2 separate regions of the Pan troglodytes genome follow, and region 2 is linked to region 1. Evidence: chromatin contacts called from public HiChIP or PLAC-seq data. All regions are on one chromosome and are shown on one strand. Each heading gives the region's core, a stretch centred on a gene start, on an enhancer-like site or on the middle of the called end of the contact. The rest is flanking DNA. Distances are from core to core; before and after follow the strand shown. Region 1 holds the start of TERF2 (telomeric repeat binding factor 2). Region 2 holds the start of NQO1 (NAD(P)H quinone dehydrogenase 1).

Evidence for each region. HiChIP or PLAC-seq counts read pairs in DNA pulled down with a chosen protein or histone mark.
Region 2: a contact with region 1 is called in an H3K4me3 HiChIP or PLAC-seq map of stem cell-derived excitatory neurons, with 3 times the contacts expected there. The contact joins the promoter of NQO1 here to the promoter of TERF2 in region 1. A contact is called at or near these places in 2 of 7 Hi-C or Micro-C datasets (induced pluripotent stem cells and stem cell-derived neural progenitor cells) and 1 of 1 datasets of contacts at active chromatin or transcription factors (stem cell-derived excitatory neurons).

The regions. Positions count from the first base shown.
Region 1 is chr18:67,431,875-67,439,075 of NHGRI_mPanTro3-v2.0_pri, reverse strand. It overlaps TERF2 (telomeric repeat binding factor 2), which reads left to right and starts at 4,382. Exons shown (of 10, transcript XM_016930077.3): 1 at 4,382-4,797; 2 at 4,904-4,999; 3 at 5,679-5,809. The coding sequence starts at 4,419.
Region 2 is chr18:67,775,212-67,782,412 of NHGRI_mPanTro3-v2.0_pri, reverse strand. NQO1 (NAD(P)H quinone dehydrogenase 1) reads left to right here and starts at 3,996. Exons shown (of 6, transcript XM_016930090.3): 1 at 3,996-4,205. The coding sequence starts at 4,199.

The sequences.
Region 1 (7,201 bases), core at 3,133-5,632:
GCGCCTGTAATCCCAACTACTTGGGAGGCTGAGGCAGGAGAATCTCTTGAATACGGGAAACGGAGGTTGCAGTGAGCCGAGATCACACCATTGCACTCCAGCCTGGGCAACAGAGCGAGACTCTGTCTCAAAAAACAAAACAAAACAAAAAACCTTGCTAGTGGCCGGGCGTGGTGGCTCACGCCTGTAATCCCAGCACTTTGGGAGGCCGAGGTGGGTGGATCACCTCAGGTCAGGAGTTCAAGACCAGCCTGACCAATATGGTGAAACCCCATCTCTGCTAAAAATACAAAATTAGCTGGGTGCGGTGGTGCATGCCTGTAATCCCAGCTACTTAGGAGGCTGAGGCAGGAGAATCGCTTGAACCCAGGAGGTGGAGGTTGCAGTGAGCCGAGATCACACCATTGCACTCCAGCCTGGGCAACAAGAGCGAAACTCCGTCTCAAAAACAAAAACAAACAAAAAATACCTTGCTAGGCCCAGCTTGGTGGCTCAGACCTGTAATCTCAGCACTTTGGGAGGCCTAGGCGGGAAGACTGCCTGAGCCCAGGAGTTTGAGACCAGCCTGGCCAACATGGCAAAACCCTGTCGCTACAAAAAAATAAAAAAATAATAATTAGCCAGATATGGTGGCATGTACCTGTAGTCCCAGCTACTCAGGAGGCTGAGGAAGGAGGATCACTGGAGCCCAGGAGGTCGAGGCTGTGGTGAGCCACGATCACACCACTGCACTCTGGCCTGGGTGACAGAGCAAGATCCTGTCTCAAAAAAAAAACCTTGCTAGCTTGATTGGCATGTGTCAGGCAATTTTTTTTTTTTTTTTTTGAGACTGAGTTTTGCTCTTTTCGCCCAGGCTGGCATGCAATGGCATGTTCTCGGCTCACTGCAACCTCCACCTCCTTGGTTCAAGTGATTCTCCTGCCTCAGCCTCCCAAGTAGCTGGGATTACAGGTGCCCACCACCATGCCCGGTTAATTTTGTATTTTTAGTAGACATGGGGTTTCACCATGTTGGCCAGGCTGGTCTTGAACTCCTGAACTCAGGTGGTCCTCCCACCATGGCCTCCTAAAGTGCTGGGATTACAGGCGTGACCCACCGTGCCTGGCCAGTTATTATTATCATTATTATTATTACTATTGTTATTTTAAGACAGAGCTCACTCTATCCAGGCTGGAGTGCAGTGGCACCATCTCAGCTCACTGCAACCTCTGCCTCCCAAGCGATTCTTATGTCTTGGCTTCCCAAAGTGCTGGGATTACAGTCGTGAGCCACCGCACCCAGCATTGTCAGACATTATTTACAGGCCTTATTTCATCTTTATTTTTTAAGACGGAGTCTGGCTCTGTTGCCCAGGCTGGAGTGCACTGGCGGGATCCTGGCTCACTGCAACCTCCGCCTCCCAGGATCAAGCAATTCTCCTGCCTCAGCCTCCCGAGTAGCTGGGATTACAGGCTTCAGCTACCACACCCAGCTAATTTTTGTATTTTTAGTACAGATGGGGTTTCACCATGTTGGCCAGGTTGGTCTCCAACTCCTGACCTCAGGTTATCCACCCACCTTGGCCTCCCAAAGTGTTGGGATTACAGGTGTCAGCCACAGCGCCCGGCCGGTATAAGCTGTTTTTATTAACTCATCCAGGACCTGCCTAGAAAGTCTCCTACTCTCCTCTATCAAAAAAAACTCATTTTTCTTTTATTTTTTCAAAATTAAGGTATGACTTACATAAAGTGCGCAAATCGTAAGTGTCCTGCTTGATGGATTTTCTCCTCATTTTTCAAAGTCCCATCATCCTCTGGTTATCCCAAAATCATTCTCTTCTTTATCTACCACAAATACCCAACTGTCTCTTTAAGGGAACTTCTTTGAAAACCTTAAGTGCTTCCTGCTTTCCTGTAATCCCAGCTACTCGGGAGGCTGAGGCAGGACAATCAATTGAACCTGGGAGATGGAGGTTGCAGTGAGCCGAGATTGCGCCATTACACTCAAGCCTGGGCGACAAGAGCAAAACTCTGTCTCAAAAAACAAACAAACAAAAAACAGCTTACACTTACTGAGCCCTTACCACAAGCTGAGCCCTTCGCTAAAGGCATTAGAAATAGCAATTCATTGACTTTTCGTATAATTTCCAAGAGGTACCTTCATTATTTGTGCTTGACAGATGTGGAAACAGAGGCACAGAGACAGTTAAGGGATTCGTTCAAGGTTAAACAGCTAGCAAGTAGAGGAGTTAGCACTGGCCAGGCGCAGTGGCTCACGCCTATAATCTCAGCACTTTGGGAGGCCACAATGGGTGGATCACTTGAGGCCAGGAGTTCGAGACAGCGTGGCCAACATGGTGAAACCCCGTCTCTACTAAAAATACAAAAATTAGCCAGGCATGGTGGCACACGCCTGTAATCCCAGCTACTCGGGAGGCTGAGGCAGGAGAATCACTTGAACCCGGGAGGTGGAGGTTGCAGTGAGCCAAGATCGTGCCACTGCACTCCAGCCTGGGCAACAGAACAAGACTCTGTCTCAGAAAAAAAAAAAAAAAAAAGTTAGAATTGAAAGGCAAGTGATTTGGCACCAGGCATAGTAGCTCAACCCTGAAATCCCCAGCACTTTAGGAGACCAGGGTGGGAGGAGTGCTTGAGGCCAGGAGTTCGAGACCAGCCTGGGCAACACGGCAAGACCCCTAATTCTACGAAAAAAAATTTCAAATTACCCAGGCATGGTGGCACACGCTGGTAGTCTTAGCTACTTGGGAGGTTGAGACAGGAGGATCACTTGAGCCCAGGAGTTCAAGGCTGCAGTGAGCACGATTGCGCCACTGCACTCCAACCTGCATTACAGAGTGAAACTTTCTCAAAAAAACTAAAATAAAGGCAAGTGATTTGGTTCCTGGTTAAGGCAAGCAGGCTGGAATGGAAAAGCAGCCATGGGCCGGGCACAGTGGCTCACGCCTGTAATCCCAGCACTTTGGGAGACCGAGGCGGGCGGATCACGAGGTCAGGAGATGGAGACCGTCCTGGCTAACACGGTGAAACCCCGTCTCTACTAAAAATACAAAAAATTAGCTGGGCATGGTAGTGGGCGCCTGTAGTCCCAGCCACTCGGGAGGCTGAGGCAGGAGAATGGCGTGAACCCAGAGGCGGAGCTTGCAGTGAGCTGAGATCGTGCCACTGCACTCCAGCCTGGACGACAGAACGAGATTCCATCTCAAGAAAAAAAAAGAAAAAAAAGAAAAGCAGTTATGATCACCAAAGATCAGTCAGACCTAGAGGCCTCTTCTCTCATCCCGGAACGTGTACCTCGTAGAACTTTTGGCTTTCCAGGATACTATACATATTAAGGTCCTGATATTAATGCACAGGTCCAGCATGGGATTCACATCCTCAAGGACTTGGCCACCTGCACTTCTGAGTTGTCTTTGAGTGGCCCCAAACTGGATCTTTGCAGGTTCCAGACTAGTGGGGCTGGTAGGACAATCTTTGAAGCTAGACCAGTTACTGGGCCTCTCAGGAAGAGGCACCCACAACCACCATCCTGAACTAAGGTCTGAGCTGGAGGTTCTCCATTTGGTCAAGTGCCAGTTGGTGAATTCCAAGAGTATCAGAGATATCTGAAAGTGACTCAGACCCTCTATGGGACTATGGGTGGTCCTTTTGCTTATTTTTCTAATTGTTCTACAACAAAATGTGTTATTTTTGTGATTACAAAGAGTATATGTCTAGAGGCTGGGTTGCCAGGTGCATTCTATTTATTGGTATCACACTGGTCTTTGCTTTATAATTACAGTATTTGTTAAAATACAAATTTGTTTAAAGACTTTCCTCTGTGTATGCTCTCTTCCACAATTTTCAAAGTGTTTAATAAGGTGCACATATTTGGTTTTCTTTTTTTTCTTTTCTTTTTTTTGAGACGGAGTTTCGCTCTTGTTGCCCAGGCTAGAGTGCAATAGCGCGATCTCGGCTCACCGCAACCTCCGCTCCCGGGTTCAAGCGAGTCTCCTGCCTCAGCATCCCGAGTAGCTAGGATTACAGGCATGCGCCACCACGTCCGGCTAATTTTGTATTTTTAGTAGAGATGGGGTTTCTCCATGTTGGTCAGGCTGGTCTCGAACTCCCGACCTCAGGTGATCCACCCGCCTCAGCCTCCCAAAGTGCTGGGATTACAGGCGTTGAGCCACCGATCCCGGCCTGTTTTTCAGTCTCTAATACACTGTTCCGCGTCCCTAGCATAGTAGCTGTTTTCTGTAAATTCGGAGCGAAGTTGACTGCAAACCCCGCCGGGTTCACCGGCCTGGGCGGCGTGGACTTCAAGCCCCAGGAGGCATTGCGGCCGGCACATCGGGAACTACGGCGTCTGAGAAGGGGGCCGGGCCCTCCGGTCCTTTCCCTCCCAGAAGCCCGCGGGCGGCTCGGAACGCTGTTTCTATCATGGCCGCGGGAGCCGGGACGGCGGGCCCCGCTTCCGGCCCGGGCGTCGTGCGTGACCCAGCGGCGTCACAGCCGAGGAAGCGGCCCGGCCGGGAGGGCGGGGAGGGCGCGCGGCGATCGGACACGATGGCGGGAGGAGGCGGGAGTAGCGACGGCAGCGGGCGGGCAGCTGGCAGGCGGGCGTCCCGCAGTAGCGGGCGGGCCCGGCGGGGGCGCCACGAGCCGGGGCTGGGGGGCCCGGCGGAGCGCGGCGCGGGGGAGGCACGGCTGGAAGAGGCAGTCAATCGCTGGGTGCTCAAGTTCTACTTCCACGAGGCGCTGCGGGCCTTTCGGGGTAGCCGGTACGGGGACTTCAGACAGATCCGGGACATCATGCAGGGTGAGGGCCGGGCCGGGGGAAGGGGGTTGGAGCGCTGGGGAAGGGGGTCCGGGGGACCGGGAGTCGGGACTGGGGGTCGCCCAGCCAACGATGTCTTCTCTCCCAGCTTTGCTTGTCAGGCCCTTGGGGAAGGAGCATACCGTGTCCCGATTGCTGCGGGTTATGCAGTGTCTGTCGCGCATTGAAGAAGGGGAAAATTTAGGTATGGCTATTTTTGTGTTCTTCTCTGGGCTTACTTGCGTAGGGTTTTGTTTTAAAACTTATATCTAGAACTGAAGGATTCCAGGTTAAAGTGCGATAGTTTCCATCAGAGTGGTCTTTTTCATTCTACGGTGGGTCTGTTTTCTGGCTCGACTGGCTCTAGTTTTCTCCGGTTAAGGTTGTCTTGGCTGCTTTTCTGTGTTTTTTAAAAATCTTCTCCCACCTGTTAATTGCTCACCCCAACTTTGCTCCTATCTGAAGTGAGTTATGTTCATATGGACATCTTTTTTCCCCCATGGTAGAGAGTTTTTCAGAGTGGAAGTACTCTGACATTTTTCCCCTCTGAATTTAACTTGAAAGCTATTTAGCTGTTGTCAGTTTCTTGCCACTCGTATCTGAGGAGGATGGGTATATTCTGAATTTGAGAGGCAAATGCATGTATTTAAAAATAATTTTTTTGCCTGTCTTGACAGGTGTTAAAAAATGGTCACGTTAAATTCATTGATTTGAATTTGGACCCTTATCGTGTATGTCAACCTGTAGCAAATATGTCAAAAAATTAAATGCAAATCTTACCATATTTGCATGCTCCATTTCCATAAATATATATATATAACTTTTGGACATAACTTTTTTACCCTTAGAAAAGAGCTTAAAATGAAAACTGTGCTTTGTCCTAGACTGTTCCTTTGATATGGAGGCTGAGCTCACACCACTGGAATCAGCTATCAATGTGCTGGAGATGATTAAAACGGAATTTACACTGACAGAAGCAGTGGTCGAATCCAGTAGAAAACTGGTCAAGGAAGCTGTAAGGCTCTATTTTTATATCTTTTTTCTTTGACCAAAAATCAAGGGTCTTTGAGGATACAGCACTTACTCTTTACTGTGTGGGGCAGAGGAAAACAGCAATGGGGAGAGATTGAGCAAGCAAGAAAGCGCACACACAGACGTTATCTCTTCAGGTGTCTCCTTTCCCACCCAGGCTTGGGAAGTAACGGCAGTTGCTCAGTTTTTGTGATTTGGGTGGTCTTCCTTGTGGCTTTGGCATTGAAGCTCTGACATTTTGGAGGTTACTGCACCATTCGGGAGCACTCTACAAGGGCCTTAAGTAACTCTGGCCTAGGGTTTGGTCACCCTTGTTTATAATAAACCAAGGAGATAAACTGGGGCTTTGGAAAATGTGGTACTGACTTTGAGTTCTTTCTGTCTGCAGAAAGAGGGGCATAGAGAATATCCCTTTTGAACAGATAGATTAGAATCAGAGGTGCTGGGATAATGAGCCAGCTAGCAAAATAGTAATGGTAGAAGAATGATAGAAATCCGGCACAGGCAGTGTTCTTGAATTGAAGAAGAAAGCTAATGGAGTGTCTAGGAATTTGGGATTGTCACTGTGTTGTGGCTCAGGTAGCTTCAAACAGTAGAAATTATTTTAATTTAAAACATAGAAGTGGCTGTGGGAACCAGTTAGAAAAAGATTTTTCTTCCCCCAAAACCAAGGCTGGGGGGTGTGGAAGCAGATGCAGAGGTGAAGATGGAAAACATCAGCTAAGCATTGCCCTGGTGGTAGAAAATAGGGAAATGGTTAAGAAAAGAGCACCCCTAAAAGGATGGGATCCCAAAGATGGGGGTGGGGTAGAAAGAAAAACCTTGCTTCGCAAGGAAAACCTGTCTCTCGGCTGTGTACATTGTACTTGGGTACCCTATTAAAAAACAACTAGTGTGCATGAGGTGCACATATTTTATTTATTTAATTAAGGACCTTGGGCAGATACTACTTTTGGTCTTGTAAAAAAATGCTTAAATATTAGTCATTTCCAAGGAAGAATAATTTCAAGAGTACATTTTTAGTATAGGAAAATCAGGTTTAGGTTGAGGGGAGGCATATGCCAGAAAAGACATTATCAAGGGAGGAGAAATTCATGCCTACTTTCAGAACTGTTAAGGATCTTTTGAATGGGTACCAGTTTAGAATAATTCATTTAACTTCTATTAAGTACACATTGAGTATCCCTTATCCAAAATACTTGGGAACAGAAGCATTTTGGATTTCAGATTTTGGAATATTTGCATTAAATTTAGTTTGAGCATCCCAAATCCAAAAATCTGAAATCCCAAATGCCCTCAAATCTGAAACTTTTTGAGTGCCAACATGGCACTCAAAGGAAATGCTCATTGGAGCATTTCAGATTTTGGATTTTCA
Region 2 (7,201 bases), core at 2,747-5,246, 340 kb before region 1:
TCTCTGGAAAATCCTGATCAATATACACTCCTTCATTTTTCTTATAGCACTGAATTATGGGATAAACCAGGTTGGTTGTCCTGTAGAATGTCCCACACTGTGATTTGACTGATGTTTCCCCATGATTTTAACTTCTATCTCCTGTGTTTCCCAATCAACCCACTTGGGTTTTTGTTTTTTCTTTTTGTTTTTAGATAGGGTGTCACTCTGCTGCCTAGGTTGGAGTGCAGTGGTACAGTCACAGCTCACTATAGCGTCGACTTCCCAGGCTCAGATGATCCACCCATCTCAGCCTCCTGAGTAGCTGGATCCACAGGTGCACACCACCACACCTGGCTAATTTTTAATTTTTTTAGAGATGGCGGGGGTGGGGGGGGGTTGGGGGGGGTCTCACTATGTTGCCCAGGCTGGTCTTGAACTCCTGGGCTCAAGCGATCCCCCTGCCTTGGCCTCCCAAAGTGCTGGGATTACAGGTATGAGCCACCGCACCTGGCCCCAAACAACCCACTTTTATTTATTCTCTCAGTTTTTGCCCTTATTTAATCCCCAACTCTTACTTCAGCCTCATTAGGAACTTGAGTCTCTGGACCCCTCTACTTTTTCTCTGCCAATAAGCCCTTTCATAATGTTCGTCATCACTCCAACCACTCTACTTTTTAAAAATGGACTTTGTTGAGGAATAACATGCATACATTAAAATGCTTGTATTTAAAATATACTTTTCAGCAGATTTTAATAAATACATAACACCTGTGTAACTACCGCCACCATCAAGTCGCTCTCTTCTTCACAGCCCCCACTCTGTCTCCTCTCATCATGCTTTCCCAACCTACATCAATCCCTCAGACTCCCCCTCTCCTGGCACGCCTGGCTGCAGACCTGCAGGAGAGAACACACACGCCGACCTGCTGGAAACCTGTACATCAGTACTGCCCTCCTGAGGACCCTCGGTCTTTGTCCAGGCAGCAGTGCTCGCCCATGCTCCACAGCAGTTTTCTTTTTCTTTTTTTCTTGAGATGGAGTCTCGCTCTTGTTGCCCAGGCTGGAGTGCAGTGGCACAATCTCAGCTCACTGCAACCTCTGCCTCCTGAATTCAAGCGATTCTCGTGCCTCAGCCTCCCGAGTAGCTGGGACTGCAGGTGCCCACCACCACACCCAGCTCATGTTTTTGTATTTTTAGTGGAGACGGGGTTTCACCACATTGGCCAGGCTGGTCTCCAATTCCTGAGCTCAAGTGATCCACCCGCTTCAGTCTCCCAAAGTGCTGGGATTACAGGCCTGAGCCACTGTGCCCGGCCAGTAAGTTTCTTTTTTTCTTTTGAGACAGGATCTCCCTCTGTTGCCCAGGCTGGAGTGCAGTGGCATGATCTTGGTTCACTGCCACCTCAAATGTCTGTCTTTACAACTGTGTAGTAACAAATTTGGCCAGGAGTGGTGGCACATACCTGTAACTCCAGCACTTTGGGAGATCAAAGCGGGAGGATCACATGAGCCCAGGAGTTTGAGACCAGCTTGGGCAACATAGTGAGACCCTATCTCTACCAAAAAAATAAAAAAAAATTAGCCAGGCATGGTGGCATGCACCTGTCATCTCAGCTATTCAGGAGGCTGGGGCAGGAGGATTGCTTGACTCCAGAAGGTCGAGGCTGCAGTGAACTATCATCATGCCCCTGAGCCTCTAAATCCCAAATGATAGGAGTGTCCATCTTATTCATTGTGGGCTTCTCAGACCACTCCTGATGGTTTATGCTAATGAGATGACTTGGGATGGGCCCCTATATAGTTCATGTTAACAAGATGACTGAGGATGGGAACTGGCCATGCTGGAAACCAACGACCGAACACGACACTCGAGCTTTGTGGCTTTGAGCCCCACCTCTGGATCGGTCAGGGAGACTGGTGATTGAGAAAACAATCTCACTAGAAGAGTGAGAGAGAGAATAGTCAGCACACTGCGGCCTCGATCTGAACCAGCTCAGGTCTTTCCAAACACTAGTGACATGTGGCTATCTAAATTTAAATTAATTAAAGCCAGGCGCAGTGGCACATGCCTGTAATCCTAGCACTTTGGGAGGCCGAGGTGGGCGGATCACCTGAGGTCAGGAGTTTGAGACCAGCCTGGCTAACATGGTGAAACTCATCTCTACGAATAATACAAAAAGTGGCTGACTGTGGTGGTGCATGCCCGTAGTCCTAGCTACTCAGGAAGCTGAGGCACAAGAATTGCTTAAACCCAGGAGATGGAAATTGCAGTGAGCCAAGATCCTGCCACTGCACTCCGGCCTGGGCGACACAGTGAAACCCCACCTCAAAAAATAAATTTTTAAAAAATTAATTTAATTACAATTAAAACTTCACTTCCTCAGTCCACTGGCCACTTTTTTTTTTTTTTTTTTTTTTTAATTTCCGTTTTTTTCTTTTATTGAGTCCACCACTGCGGCCTTGAATTCCTGGGCTCAAGCGATCTTTTCGCCTCAGATCCTGAGTAGCTGGGACACAGGCGCCTGCCACCACGCCTGGCTGCTGGCCACATTTCCAGTGCTCAATAGCTACTTGAAGCTTGTGGCTACCTTACTTGGGCAGCACAGATAGGGAAAGTTCTATTGGACAGGGCTGCCTACCTAGCCCTTTTTTAAAACGTCCTTTTATACTATTTTGTCAGATGGGGTCTCACTTTGTTGCTCAGGCTTTTCTCAAACTCTTGGGCTCAAGTGATTCTCCTGCCTCAGCCTCCCAAAGTAATTCGTAAATACGTGTAAATAATATAGTCCTCTCTTGTTACATCAAAATGAATGCAAAAATGTCACGATGGGGCCGGGCACGGTGGCTCATGCCTGTAATCCCAGCACTTCGGGAGGCCGAGGCGGTAGGATCACCTGAGGTCGGGAGTTGGAAACCAGTTTTCTGGTGCCTCCTTAACTTTTGCACTGGAGGGACAACGGAAGGGCCCTGTGTCATCCTCACCTCCCCCATCTGTAATTCTTCTGATGGTTAATTACCACTTTAAAGCTCTAGTTCTTTTTCCTTCACCTACTGAGAGTATATCTCCTTCTTTACAGTAACTTTTACTTTATAGAGATTTTTTTTGAGACGGAGTCTCACTTCGTCACCCAGGCGGGAGTGCAGTGGCACGATCTCGACCCACTGCAACCTCCGCCTTCCGGGTTCAAGCGATTCTCCTGCCTCAGCCTCCCGAGTAGCTGGGACTACAGGCACCCGCCATCACGCCCGGCTAATTTTTCAGTACAGACGGGGCTTCACCAGGTTGGCCAGGCTGGTCTCGAACTCCTGACCTCAGGTGATCCACCCACCTCGGCCTCCCATATTGCTGGGATTACAGGCGTGAGCCACCGCGCCTGGTCCCGTTTTGGCTATTCTTTAATATGCTTCCCTATAACTGCTATCTCCACACCAGCCTTGCCTTAGCTCATGGGAAACAAAACCAATTAGTTCCCCCATTACCTGCCTTGAGGAGCAGGGGTGGTGCAGTGGCATGCACCCAGGGAAGTGTGTTGTATGGGCCCCCAAGTGCAGAATGTGAATCTTGCAAAGCAAGAAACAAATTCGTCTCCACGGAGCATGTCTCCCCAGGACTCTCAGCCTTCCAAATCCGCAGTCACAGTGACTCAGCAGAATCTGAGCCTAGGGCACCACAGTAATCCGCATCCGGCTCTTTTTCTGCTCCATTTCGTGCCAAGGCTAAAAGGGCATGCCCACTTGATCCCTGGACTCTCTTGGGACGACTTCCACCCTGCATCCTCTTGCACCTCAGGGCACAGTGCGCAGATGGGCTTGCCTTAGCACCCCCAGCCAGATTTTTGAGGCCTCTGTCACACACACCCCTACAATCCCCTCCCCCAGCCCCCAGAGACTTTTCTTGACTTCCACCAGTTGCTCCGGCGGGTGAGAGTGGAGAGGCCCCTCCTTCATCCCCCAGGCTCCCTCCCTTCCTGGAGCTGCAGCCTCGGCATCCTCCGCCCAGCAACCTAGGATTCAGGCGTTGGGTTCCGCCCTTGTAGGCTGTCCAACTCAAACGGGCCGGACAGGATATATAAGAGAGAATGCACCGTGCACTACACACGCGACTCCCGCAAGGTTGCAGCCGGAGCCGCCCAGCTCACCGAGAGCCTAGTTCTGGCCAGGGTCGCCCCGGCAACCACGAGCCCAGCCAATCAGCGCCCTGGACTGCACCAGAGCCATGGTCGGTGAGTGCTGCAAAGGGCGGGGTGCTTGGCGGTCGTCTCTCGAGCACCGGTGCCTGTGGAGGAGGTTGTAGGGGCTTGGCCCTGAATTTTCTTCCTTGACTCAAAACCCACAAAGGGAAGAGATTAGGGACCTGGGATGAGCCTTGATCGGACTCCGGGAGAAGGAGAGCTTCTGTTTGTATCCGGTGTCGCGGATCCTTACTCACTCCACCCCACGAACTCTAGTGGGCATTTAGGAGAAACTTGACCTTGGAAGCAGAAATTCCCTCCAAAACTGTGGTCAGAAACTGGCCGTCAGAGGCCAAATCAGGCTTACGGTCACAGCCCATACCTCTTTTGGTCTATAGTATTTAAAACACTTTGAAATAAGTTGCTAACATTAAAATGGGTGATTTCACTTAAAAATGTGGATTCCGAGCTTCTGAAGAAAATGAGAATATCTGGCGATTGGTGGACAGGAGTGGAGGAAACTGATGCCTTTAGTTTGACGGAGACCAGAACCGGCTCCAGGCTGCCAGGCACAGGTTTTGTTTTGTTTGAGACGGAGTTTTGCTCTTGTCGCCCAGGCTGTAGTGCAATGGCGCTATCTCAGCTCAGCGCAACTTCCGCCTCCCGGGTTCAAGCGATTCTCCCATCTCAGCCTCCCGAGTAGCTGGGATTACAGGAGTGCGCCATCATGCGCGGCTAATTTTTATATTTTTAGTAGAGACGGGTTTTGCCAAGTTGCCCAGCATGGTCTCGAACTCCCGACCTCAGGCGATCCACCCACCTCAGCCTCCCCAAGTGCTGAGATTACTGACGTGAGCCACCGTGCCTGGCCTTGGGAGGTATTTTCCATTGAGGCCCTTGGATTAGGCAAACCTGATCAGATCGTACTGGATCCGTTTCTAGTATTGGGTCCACTTCAGTGATAGAGCCTTCCCACTCGGCCATCGACCCTAGGGGAACTCAGAGGTCACCCCAGCTCCACCCAAGGCATAAATAACCAGCTGAGACAACTGCAGGGATTGAGAGCTGTTTCCCAAATAATCTCACTCTGAGATTGGACAGTACCAAGATTTAGAAAGCTGTTGCCTCATCTGGGGCAGAATCCTGCGTTTTGTAATTTCCTTCCCTGTGGACCTGGTCCTGCCTCTAAAAATGCACCTGTACACAAAGAAGCCCATCTTGGTCAAAGTGAGTGGAGGAACAGACTGCCCTTGCAGTTGACAAACTGAAATTATCAGGATCTCTGAGAAAGGGACTAAGCTGGGGATTGGTAGCCCAGCATGAGTTACTGGCAGAGACAGCAGGGAATAGATTCTGACAGCTGAGAGGCTTGCCGCATACACGGTGGTTGCTGTTTCCCTTGTATTTCATTCTTCAGCGTCGAGGCACTGGCACCCTCTCCTCCAATACTAGGGCAGGAACTATTTCCTGACTTTTCAATCTTACAGAATGTTCTGTATTTATGTGTAGCTTAAACACAAAAAAGGGCGGTGGTAATGAGGTGAAAAGGGAAGACTTGGATCTTGTATAATTAGTTTTAGCTGTACCCAGCTAACCAAATCTTGAGGTTAACTAAAGCATCCAGGTTTTTTGTTTGCAACTAATAGATGCATCTGATTCGCACTCATGTTCCCTGGAGCACTCAAGTGAGAAGAGAAGGCAGAAGGAGAATGCATGAAACTGATACAAAGGCTTATCTTTATCATACTTCTTTTTTTCTTTTTGAGACAGGGTCTTGCTTTGTTGCCCAGGCTGGAGTGCAGTGGCATGATCAGGGCTCACTTCAGCCTTGACCTCCTGGGCTCAAGTGATTGTCCCATCTTTGCCCCCTGAGTAGCTGGGACTACAGGTGTGTGCCACCACACCCAGCTAATTTTTTTGGTCAGAGCAGAAGAACTTGAAACCCAGCTAATTAAAAAAAAAAAAATTTTGGCTGGGAGTGGTGGCTCACTCCTGTAATCCCAGCACTTTTGGGAGGCTGAGGCGGGAGGACTGCTTGAGGCCAGGAGTTCAAGACCAAGATTCAGCTCAAATGGCAAGCCTCTGAGGGCCTTTCCGAATGGGCCAGCCCTGAGGTCCTGAAGTTTTCCTCTGTTGAACTTTTTGAGATGGAGTCTCACTCACTCTGTTGCCCAGGCTGTAGTGCAGTGGCGTGATCTTGGCTCATTGCAATCTCCACTTCCCAGGTTCAAACGATTCTTGTGCTGCAGCCTCCCAAGTAGCTGGGATTACAGGCGCCCACCACCACGCCCAGCTAATTGTGTATTTTTAGAGACGGGGTTTCACCATGTTGGCCAGGCTGGTCTCTAGCTCCTGACCTCAAGTGATCCACCCGCCTCGGTCTCCCAAAGTGCTACGATTACAGGCATGAGCCACCACACCCAGCCTTCTGTTGAACTTTGTCCCTTACCTCTCCTAACACACTAATGCCATTGTACCCTGAAGAGGTTATCCGTATGTGCATCTTGTGGCCTCTCTCAGGGTAAACTCTAATAGTCTAACTCCTCCCAGGTCATGTTGCTCAGCTAGTTAAGTGGCAGGAAGGGAAAATGAACCCTCCAGGGCCCAGAAAACTTTTAAATTGCCTATTCACAACCATCTTTTTGTTTGTTTGTTTGAGACAGAGGCTTGCTCAGTTCATTGCAACCTCCGCCTCCTGGATTCAAGCGATTCTCCTGCCTCAGCCTCCCGATTAGCTGGGATTACAGGCACCTGCCACTACACCTGGTTAAATTTTTTTTGTATTTTTAGTAGAGACGGGGTTTCACCATGTTAACCAGGCTGGTCTCGAACTCCTGACATGAGGTGATCTGCCCGCCTCAGCCTCCCAAAGTGCTGAGATTACAGGTGTGAGCCACCGCGCCCCACCCACAACCTTCTTTTGATCATTTTTCTTTTGAGTTGTTTTGGGGATCTACCTATTCGAGGTACTGCACTTTGATGGTTATATTTGTTGCAAATATATTATTCCTGCCTGTGTGTTGCCTTACATGAAAAATTGTAAAGTC